Regions from separate parts of the Mus musculus genome. Here all the other regions are linked to region 1. Evidence: chromatin contacts called from public HiCAR-type data. All regions are on one chromosome and are shown on one strand. Each heading gives the region's core, a stretch centred on a gene start, on an enhancer-like site or on the middle of the called end of the contact. The rest is flanking DNA. Distances are from core to core; before and after follow the strand shown. Region 1 holds the start of Ptdss2 (phosphatidylserine synthase 2). Region 2 holds the start of Zfp511 (zinc finger protein 511). Region 3 holds the start of Nkx6-2 (NK6 homeobox 2).

The links. HiCAR-type assays count read pairs that join an accessible place to other places.
Region 2: a contact with region 1 is called in a HiCAR-type map of astrocytes, with 6 times the contacts expected there. The contact joins the promoter of Zfp511 here to the promoter of Ptdss2 in region 1. A contact is called at or near these places in 2 of 39 promoter capture datasets (cranial neural crest and pre-B cells), 1 of 484 Hi-C or Micro-C datasets (embryonic stem cells) and 2 of 115 datasets of contacts at active chromatin or transcription factors (astrocytes and embryonic forebrain).
Region 3: a contact with region 1 is called in a HiCAR-type map of embryonic stem cells, with 4 times the contacts expected there. The contact joins the promoter of Nkx6-2 here to the promoter of Ptdss2 in region 1. A contact is called at or near these places in 1 of 39 promoter capture datasets (hippocampal neurons) and 1 of 115 datasets of contacts at active chromatin or transcription factors (embryonic stem cells).

What each region holds. Positions count from the first base shown.
Region 1 is chr7:141,129,840-141,133,048 of GRCm38.p6, forward strand. Ptdss2 (phosphatidylserine synthase 2) reads left to right here and starts at 1,447. Exons shown (of 12, transcript NM_013782.4): 1 at 1,447-1,678. The coding sequence starts at 1,563.
Region 2 is chr7:140,034,828-140,037,911 of GRCm38.p6, forward strand. Zfp511 (zinc finger protein 511) reads left to right here and starts at 1,564. Exons shown (of 6, transcript NM_027201.1): 1 at 1,564-1,779; 2 at 1,993-2,066; 3 at 2,393-2,594; 4 at 2,689-2,813. The coding sequence starts at 1,627. It overlaps Tubgcp2 (tubulin, gamma complex associated protein 2), which reads right to left and starts at 1,847. Exons shown (of 18, transcript NM_001286007.1): 1 at 1,520-1,847.
Region 3 is chr7:139,580,867-139,584,110 of GRCm38.p6, forward strand. It overlaps Nkx6-2 (NK6 homeobox 2), which reads right to left and starts at 1,931. Exons shown (of 3, transcript NM_183248.3): 1 at 1,268-1,931; 2 at 1,015-1,187; 3 at 354-822. The coding sequence starts at 1,673. The coding sequence ends at 568. Gm33031 (a long non-coding RNA gene) reads left to right here and starts at 1,930. Exons shown (of 7, transcript XR_003946896.1): 1 at 1,930-3,244.

The sequences.
Region 1 (3,209 bases), core at 197-2,696:
GCTTGTCTGGACTGGTGACCCTCCTGGTGGAGAAAAGGTTCACCAAGGCCTTTCTTTTAAGCTGCTAGACTTTTATTTCAGGTAAGGAGGGTGAAGAAGAAACCAAGAGTCTGCCATCTTATTGTTTATTTGTTTGTTTGTTTCAAGATAGAGTTTTTCTTTGTAGCCTTTGTTTTCTAGGATCTCATTATGTAGACCAGGCTGCCCCAAACTCACAAAGATCTTCCTGCCTCTGCCTCCTGAGTACTGGGATTAAAGGTGTGGGCCACCGCTACCCGGCTGAATTTTGTCATCTTCAATATCCAATAGGCTCTCTCTTCTCTGTCTGCCTATCAGGGAATCTATCTAACTCCTAATCTCACGTGAAGGATAACCACAGACTCCCTGATATATATACCTCCACCTCAAAGTGCTGGGATTGCAGGCTGGTGGCACCACAAGCCAACACATCTGAGAAAACTGAAGAAGGACCCACACTCTCAGACAAGAAGCCCATTCCCTACCTCTGGCAAAATGTAAGTACTCTCAGCAACTAACCATACCAGTTTCAACTATCCAACTTGACTGGTCCTGCTAATTTAGTCATTAATTTTTATTTACGTTAAAGTTTGAGACAGAGTCTAGCCTTGGCTGATCTAGAGCTCACAGTGTGTAGACTTGGATGGCTTCAAACACATATAGATCTTCCTGCCTCTGATACCTGAGTGCTAGGATTAAAGGACTATGCCATCATGTCTGGCAATAATTTATCTAATTTATCTATCTATCTACATCTATTTATTAGTGTATAAGTGTTTTGGTTGAGTGTATGCATCTATACACCAACTGTATACAGTGCCCTAGATACTAGAAGAGGGCATTGGAGCCACTGCTGCTATGTGAGAGTGGAAACTGAACTCCATCCTCTAGAAGGTCAGGCAGTGATCTTAACTGCTAAGCCATTTCTCTATCACTATTTCATCTTATTTATTTATTCATTCATTCATTCATTTTCGAGACGGTTTCGCTGTGTAGTTCTGGCTGTCCTTGAACTCACTCTGTAGACCAGGCTGGCCTTGAACTCAGAGACCCGCCTGCCTCTGCCTCCCAAGTGCTGGGATTAAAGGCATGGGCCACCAGTGCCCGGCGCCTCCTTTTTTTTTTAATTCAAGGTTTGAATAACTCAGGCTGTCCTTGGATTCGTTCAATCCTCCTGCCTCAGCTTCCGGAGTTTAGTTTGCTTGGCAGGGCTGTCTACCACAACAGTTTAGGTTGAGTCTCTTTTGCGTCCCTATCCCCAGAGATTATATGTCTTCGGAACTTTATCAACACCAGCCAGTGCCAGCCGGCTTGTACAGTCTCTGTCAGGCGGAGCACGCGGCCGGTCTCCTAGCAACCGGACCGCGTCCCTCCCACCGGGCAGTTTAGGGCTTTCCAGCGCCCAGCATGCCCTGCGGCCCGGCGCGCACTACGCGTCCCACAATGCCTCACGGCCCCGCCCCACTCCCGCGGAGACCCCGCCGGGCAGCACTGCGACCCCAGCCCACCGCCTGCAGCCTACTGGGCTGCGCAGGCCGGGCGCCATGCGGAGGGGCGAGCGCAGAGTCGCCGGAGGCTCGGGATCTGAGTCTCCGCTGCTCAAGGGCCGCCGCAGCACCGAGTCTGAAGTCTACGACGATGGCACTAACACCTTCTTTTGGTGAGGGTCTCCCCGCGTCGGGGCAGGAGTTTGGGACAGACAGTTTAGATTGGAATCGGGAACCGTCAGGGCCTGGATCAGCCAGGGGAGCGCCTCACTCCCTCCGGCCCTCGTGGAACCCCCCGTGGTCGTCTCCGTATGAGATGTCGAGTGTTTTTTCGGATCGGAGGAGCCCCGGGATGAGCTCTGGAAGGCCTGGCCACTACATATTAGTGACTTTTCAGGTTTCCCTTTCTGGGGGATAGCTGTTGTTCCCCTGCTCTTCACCCGTAACGTTGCCCTGAACTGGCCTGGTGGGCATGGCATATCTGTATGGTAGATTTTCCTCACAGCTACCCTTTTCAGTGACCCTTGCTTGCACAACTCAACCTCTGACAAGTTTTGGGGTCAGGTTGCCCCGTCTGCCTTTCGTGGAGTTGAGTGCGTAGGAATTGCAGGTGTTTTGCTTCTTTGAAGGACCATGCCACCGCCCTGGCTGACCAGGTGTAATCCCATGACCTTGGGCTAACCCTTCACCTTTCCTTGTTTGTGAGAAGGAGCACGCTTCATGAGAGGAATGGCTTTGCTTTTATTTCAGGCAGCCAAGTTTCTACCCACCTATGCGACACTGGAGTCCCAGGGTGGGCCCTACAGGCAAGTGACACCCAAGTGCACAGAAACAAATGTGTTCCCACTGGAGGGGATGTTAAGTGGAAGTTGCTCTGAGAGAACAGAGCTGTGGCAGTGTCCAGAACACATTTGATCAGAGAGAATCCTGGTCTGGAAGTGTTAAGATAATTCAGGAGAAGGTGCCATCACACAGATAGGGTCCTCCAAGGGACTCTTGTGTATGTCAGCTTGTATCTCTGGCTTGCAAGTGGGAGTGGTAACTGAGGCACTGGTGAGATACAGTTGAAATAGCAGGAAAGTGGGTTGGGTGTGGGAGATAGCTTTGCATCTGGACCTTATACTATTAGCACCTTCCCTGGGTTATGGACAGCTTCTGCAGTGAGAGCCAACCAGAGCTGCTTTTCAATATGATTCCGTCTAATGACTGTGAAAACATTAGAGGGAAAAGAAGCAATCCCAGCACTTGGAAGGCAGAGGCAGGTGGGTCTCTGTGAGTTTGAAGCGAGCCTGGTTTACATAGTGAGTTTCCAGTACAGCCAGACCCTGGAGGGAGCGAGAGAGGGAGAGAGAGAGAGAGCGCGCTTGGAAGCGAGCATGGGGCAGTTGAAGTTGTGGGTATGGTGCCAGAGCTAGTGCCGATGGCCTTCTTTGACCTTTGAGGTCCTTTGGACATTAAAATGGCCTATAAGTCGGGCTGTTGCAACCCCATAAACTAATCTGAAGACTGATCCCATACCCCATTCTTCTTGACTGGACATAATGGCCTCTAACCCCATAACTGACCCCACACCATCTCAGTCATATCCTGGATGACAGGACAAAGAGGAATGATGCTTACAAAATCCCTGACCCACACCTGGTTTTTTGTTTTCATAAACCGTGCACTGCCTTACTTCAGGGCCAAGAGATCTTTGTGGCAGGA
Region 2 (3,084 bases), core at 314-2,813, 1.1 Mb before region 1:
ATTAAAGGGTCGAAGCATTAGGAAGGTTGAGAACCACTACAGGCTCCTAGATAATAAAACCAGCCTGTGCCGGTTGGCTTTTGTACACTTGACACAAACCTAGACATATCTGAGAAGATGGAATCTCCATTGAGAAACTGTTTCTATCAGATTTAGCCTGTAATCAATACCTATGGGGCATCTCTTTGATTGATGACTAATGGGGGAAGGCCTGGATCACTGTGTGTGGGGGTGCCACCCCCTGAGCAAGAAAGCAGGCTGGCCTGGGTGTGTGTGAGTGTGTGTGTGTGTGAGACATTCACCTTTAATCCCCAGCACTTAGGAAGCACAGACAGTCACAGATCTCCTAGTTCAAGACCAGTCTGGTCTCAGAACAAGCCAGGACTACACAGTAAAAAACAAACAAAAGCCCCCAAACAAAACACCTAACCAAGCCGGGCAGTGGTGGCGCATGCCTTTAATCCCAGCACTTGGGAGGCAGAGGCAGGTGGATTTCTGAGTTTGAGGTCAGCCTGGTCTAACAAAGTGAGTTGTCCAGGACAGCCAGGATACACAAAGAAACCCTGTCTCGAAAACAAAAAACAAAAAACAAAACAAAACACCTAACCAAGACATGGCCTGTCAAAAACATTTTATCATTTGCAAAATGTCAAGAATCCAAATACTTTTACAGAGACAAAAGTGAGAGAGATGATATCACGCCTGGTCATAAGCAGCTGTCTAAAGACATAGAAACGCTCATTTCCAGGGCTTAATTACAGAAAGGCTTTCCTTCCTTCATCCCTCCCTCCTTCTCTTCTTCGCCCCCCCGCCCGTGCCTCTCCCTGCTCCCCAGGTCCCTCTCCTTAGGGGGAAGGTTTTACTATAAATAAGAGAGAAAACATCCAGAGACATTTGGAAGAATCCAGAACAGAGAGAAAGAGAAACAGACCGAGCAAGGCCTGGGCTGAGAGAGAGGGAGAATAATCCCAAAAGGCTTTCATTTGTATCTATTAAACAGTAGCGTCCCTTCTTTCTTGACACTTATATTCATACTGGGGGAGGGTGACCTACTTTGGTAGAGGAGCAAAGTTAAAGCCCCTCAAAGTGTCAGCCGCACGTTTCGATCGTCTTTTTGTTTAGGTTAGGGTTTCTTTCCACACCTGTCTCTACTGCAGCAGGCCCTGATCCCTTCACCCCTGAACCCCGAGCACCAGCAGCAGATGCAGAAAACCCGCAGGCCAGCACCGCAGTCACCGCGGGGCTGTCAAGAGAGGAGTCACACTAACCACGAACTTCCCAAGGCCACTGCCTCCAATTGGACTCCTGGAGAGGACTGAAAGAGCCAGAGAGGCAGTCGCACCGTGGAGCGAGACAAGCCCGGGCTGGCGGACGGAACCGCCGGCGGCAGAGGCCCAAGAGAATCAGGCTCTTCCCCGCTGCAGGCCAGCCTGGCTCCGGTACCCGATCCCGCGCCCGGCTCCAGCCCCGCCCTTCTCCGACCAGTTCCCGCCACAACACAGACCCAGCCCTGACTCACCTCCGCGCGTCGCGTCCCGCCCCGCAGGGTCGCCACAGGAAGTTAGTAGACGTCACGTCCGTCACCACCCCTCCGACGGTGGCCGAAGGGCCGCGGCGGCCGTGGTGATGTTGCTTCCCCCTGCACTATATTCCCGCCTGGCCGGGGAGCCGGGGGCAGCCGAACCGCTGCCCGTGGAGAGGAACCCTGCGGCTGGGGAGGCACCCTTCCGATTCGCGCCGCGTGCCGTGCGCTTCCCGCGGGATCACGAATTCTTCGAGGTGCGTGACAACCCGGGCGGAAGATGTCCTGAGCCCCACAGGGAGGGGCCTAGAAGCAAGACTGTCGCTGTGGGCGGGGCTTGTGGGGACCGGACCTGTGGACCGGATCAAGGGGCTGGACACAGCTCTATGGGTTGGGGCGTGGCTCCGAGCTGTAGGGCGTGGCTTCGATGCCGGAGTCCACCCACAGCTCTTGACGCGTGTCTTCTGTAGGATGGGGATGTGCAGCGGCACCTGTACTTGCAGGACATGCTCACGCAAGTGTCCGAGACGCCGGAAAAATCCATGTGAGCACCTTGGCTTCGAGGCCTTACTCGGCTTGCTAGCGCTATCCTGATTCCTCCTCTCTCGTCCGCTTACACCCTGGGACTCCGACCCCTCCCAGTTGACACCCGAGTAGCATCCACTTAGCACCACCCTGCCCTAACAGGAGCATGGCTTGGCTGGACTTCCCTCCCCTAGTCTGTTAGTAAGGTTTGGGGTGGCACAAGAAGCGCTCTTCTTGTTTCAGGCTCAGCTGGAATATGGGTAAGAAGTTCCGCCGGAATTCCTGCCTTGGGATAGTTGGGGGAAGGGGGAAACATTCTTCCAAGAGACACACCTCCTTTCCCAGGGTGCCTGAGTTCACCTGTCAGGTGGCTGGCTGTTGCCAAGTGTTTGCCGCCATAGAAGACTACCAGCACCACTACCACATGATGCATGGAAACACCTGCTCCTTCTGCAACCGTGCCTTCCCCTCTGGGCATTTGCTGGATGTCCACATCCTGGAATGGCACGACTCTCTGTTTCAGATCCTGGCCCAGAGGCAAGACATGGTGGGTGCTGACTGCACTGGGTGCATCTGCAGTGGTGACTGGGATTAGGGCTTAGGGCAGGGTGAGAGTAGAGGTGACACTTTATTCTTTGTAGTACCAGTGCTTGGTTGAAAGCTGCCCAGAGAAGTTCAAGACCAGCCAAGACCGGAAGGATCACATGGTGAGGCTACACCTGTACCCTGCGGATTTCCGATTTGATAAGCCCAAGACGAACAGAGGGTACGTGAGGGACCCAGTTGTGACTGTCCCCAGTCTTAAGCCTGGGAACAGACACTGTAATCAAATCTTAGTGAGGACACTAACAGAGCAGAGGGTGAGGTGCTAGCAAGTGCTTGTGCTGGTGTGGTGTCTTCCATGGCCCTCTGATGCTACCAGCAGGGCACTGGGGACTGTCCCAAGTGTGTGTGCTTTTCCCATGGAATCCCCTGTGTGCTCTTCACACTTCTCCCATGGAACCCCCTAGGGTTTCTCTCTCTCTCTCTCTCTCTCT
Region 3 (3,244 bases), core at 681-3,180, 1.5 Mb before region 1:
GCTTTGGGGTCTCTTCCGCTGAGTTCCCTGCTGGCCCAGCTCCTCCAAGCACTGCGCAGCGGTGTCCTTCCCTTCCCCGGCGGCTGAAGCTGCCTTCCCACGACCCGGGGCATGCTCAGTCTCACAACCTCTGCGCTCCTGCAAGCTGCCATCACCGTGCGCTCTGGGACCATCACCAGGCACTCAACCTCTGAACCAAAGGCGCACACGGGCCCCAGGTCGTCATCAAGCACTGTCGCGCCCCCCTGCGCCAGTCTCTGGCGCCCACAGAGAGAACAGGCTAGGTGGGTCTGCAGGGTCCTGCCCGCCCGCTGGTGCCAGCTCCGTATGGAAGAAACACGATGTGCAGCCTTGGGAGCCACGGCTCCGACGAGGACGTGTTAAATAATTTATTGATTATACAAAGTGATCGGCCCAAACCCCGTACTCCGCCATCACGCCAAGGCCGCGCCAACGTCCGCTTTATAACTTATTCTGTAAAAATATATATACACACTGCGGCTGGGCGGCTGGCGTCGGGGCATGCCGCGAGTCCCGGTTCTCGGGTTCTCCGGCCTGGCCGCGTCCTCACAAGGCGTCCCCCGCGCTGCCACCACACGGGCTAACGAGCGCCAAGTTCGAGGGTTTGTGCTTTTTGAGAAGCCGCGTGATCTTCTCGTCATCGGAGTTGGGGTCCAGGGGCCGGTTGTATTCGTCATCGTCCTCCGCGTCTGAGCCACCCACCTTCAGCTTCTCGGCATCCGAGTCTTGCTTCTTTTTAGCCGACGCCATCTCTGCCGCGTGCCGCTTGCGCCACTTGGTCCGCCGATTCTGGAACCACACCTGGGGGTTTGGGGGAGGGATCATCAGACGGGCACCGAGGCTCGCCTCACCCGACCAGCACTCCGGACCCGCCTGGCGCCAGCGCTTTCCGCGGTCCGGCCGCAGCCGAACCGCCGCTCGCCGGCCGTTCGCAGGACGCGGACTCCGGGCCCCGCCTCAATACTGCTGGACCCCGGCCCATTTCGAGCTCACCTTCACTTGGCTCTCGGTCATGCCCAGAGAGTAGGCAAGCCGCGCGCGCTCTGGGCCTGCCAAATACTTGGTCTGCTCGAAAGTCTTCTCCAGCGCGAAGATCTGCTGGCCGGAGAAAGTCGGCCGCGAGTGTTTCTTCTTGCCATCCTTATCCAGGACCCCGCCGGCTTGGGCTGCGAAGAAGAGCCAGTGAGCGCAGTCCGAGGCCCGCGCCCAGCCCCTCTCCTTACCGAATCCCGCGCGGGCCACTTACCGGAGCCGGCCAGTCGCGGGTCCCTCCAGGGAGAGCCCTGCACCACCCCAGGCCAGAAGATGGGCGGGCGCCCAGGCAGTTCCGCCAGCGGCTTGGGGTAGCCCCGAGCCACGGCGGCTGCGGGCCCGAAGTAGACACCTGCAGACGAGGCGAGCCCGTTGAGACGGGGCAGACTTCCTAGGAGGCCGCCACCCGCTGCGCCCACCGGCCGTCCCAGGATGTCGCTGATGCCGTGCGGAGTGCCTAGAGGCAACTGCGCGCCAAGGCTGCCTAGGGCGGGTGTCTTGAAGCCCGCCGGGCCCTGCAGCGCGTAGGGGAACAGCGACGTCTTCATCTCAGCCATGTTGTGCAGCGCGGCTAAAGGCGCGCTGCTCAGCACAAACGCACCCGGGCGGTTAGCGTCCATGGGCGCCGCCGCCTCCGACCCGGGCGCCCATCCGGGCCCCGCTGCCACCGCCCGCACCCGCCGGCTCGGGAAGTTTGCGCGCGGCGCCGAAGAGCGCCGGCTACGCTGGGACGGGTGGACCGCGTTTCAAACGAACGCCGACGGCCCCTACGGGAAAGCGAGAGGACCGACGGCTGTTGCGCTGAATGGGCGGCGGTCAGAGAGAAGGCAGGGATACTAAGGGCGGCGGGAGCGGCAGTGGCGGCTCCGGGGCAGGTCGGAGCGGCGCCGCGCGGGATGGACGCACTGATAACCGCGGGGCCTGGGCGCGGCGCGCGCGCTGATTGGCTGAAGGCACTGGCGACCAGGCCATTGGCCAGCGTCCGGCCCGTCTGCGCGCGCCCCCGCCGGCCATGCACTCCATGAAGGGCCCATTAGCGAGGCAGGTGCCTCCGGGACTGTAAATTTGCCCCCTGATTTATCTCCCTAGAGATGAAATAAATCCCGTTGGATGGGAGTTTAGTTAGGCAAAGGTTTTAATGGGAAAATCAGGAAAAAATACGAGAACATATTTTATCGACCGAAAGAATGTAGATTTCAAGATCCACTCCGAAAGCTCAAGCTCAGTATGCTTAGTTCAGGGAAGAGCCTGGGACGGCTGGACGCCACAGGTCAGGGCACTCCATCTTGGATCAGGGCCCAAGCCCTGTACTGGGGTTCCTTCTCCTTCCCAGCTCGTGGTGGTGTGGGCTGTTGTGAACTTGTGGGTATAACTTTTCTGGGTGGATTTTGAACGAAAAAGGGTGGACTCTAGGGACCAGATAGATTTGGCTTCCTCAGATCTGCCAAACTCTGCCAACTGAACTCACTGACTTTAGATGGCTCCAGGCAACCGGTGACCTTACTACCACACACACACACACACACACAACCTATGCTGTCCTCCCGTTCTGAAATCCTTGAAGTTGGGTTGGGGTATCTGGGAGAGGCTAGGCCGTCCCCCTTGAACTTTTATGCTTATTAGGCACTCACCTAGGAGGTTACCCGTGTCCAGACTTTGAGGCCCAGGACCAGAATTCTCCTGCTTATTGCTTTCTGGCAAGCTGGACCTCGGGCCAGAATGCAGCGGTTTTGGAATTCAAGAACCAGGACGAAAGGATCACCTTACTCACTGACTTCGGCTGGGTATGCGTTTGCAGTCTAGCGGACAGAGCACTGGCTATAGACCCGGCCTGTAGAGCCCACTAGGCCTTAATTTCTTTTCTAGTACAGGGGCCTCTCACTCCATAAAATTGTTGGGCAGTTAACTGAAGTTGCAGCCACCTAGTGCGGCGGCGCACAGCAGGATCCGAGAAGGTAGCACGCTGGCGCTTATTTCTTTCCTCCTCTTGAGCAGTGCTTACTGTTAACCTCATAATACCTAGTACTGATTGTGATACAACCTGTGGAAATAGAATCTACTGTTTCCGGTCCTGGCGATTTAAGCAGAGGCCCTGTGCAGTTTGTTAATAACGACTTTCCCCTTTTGCCCTGGTCTCCAAGGTTTCTGTCTTACGGGCAAAAGTGATCCTAAAGGCTTCACGTAGGGGCCT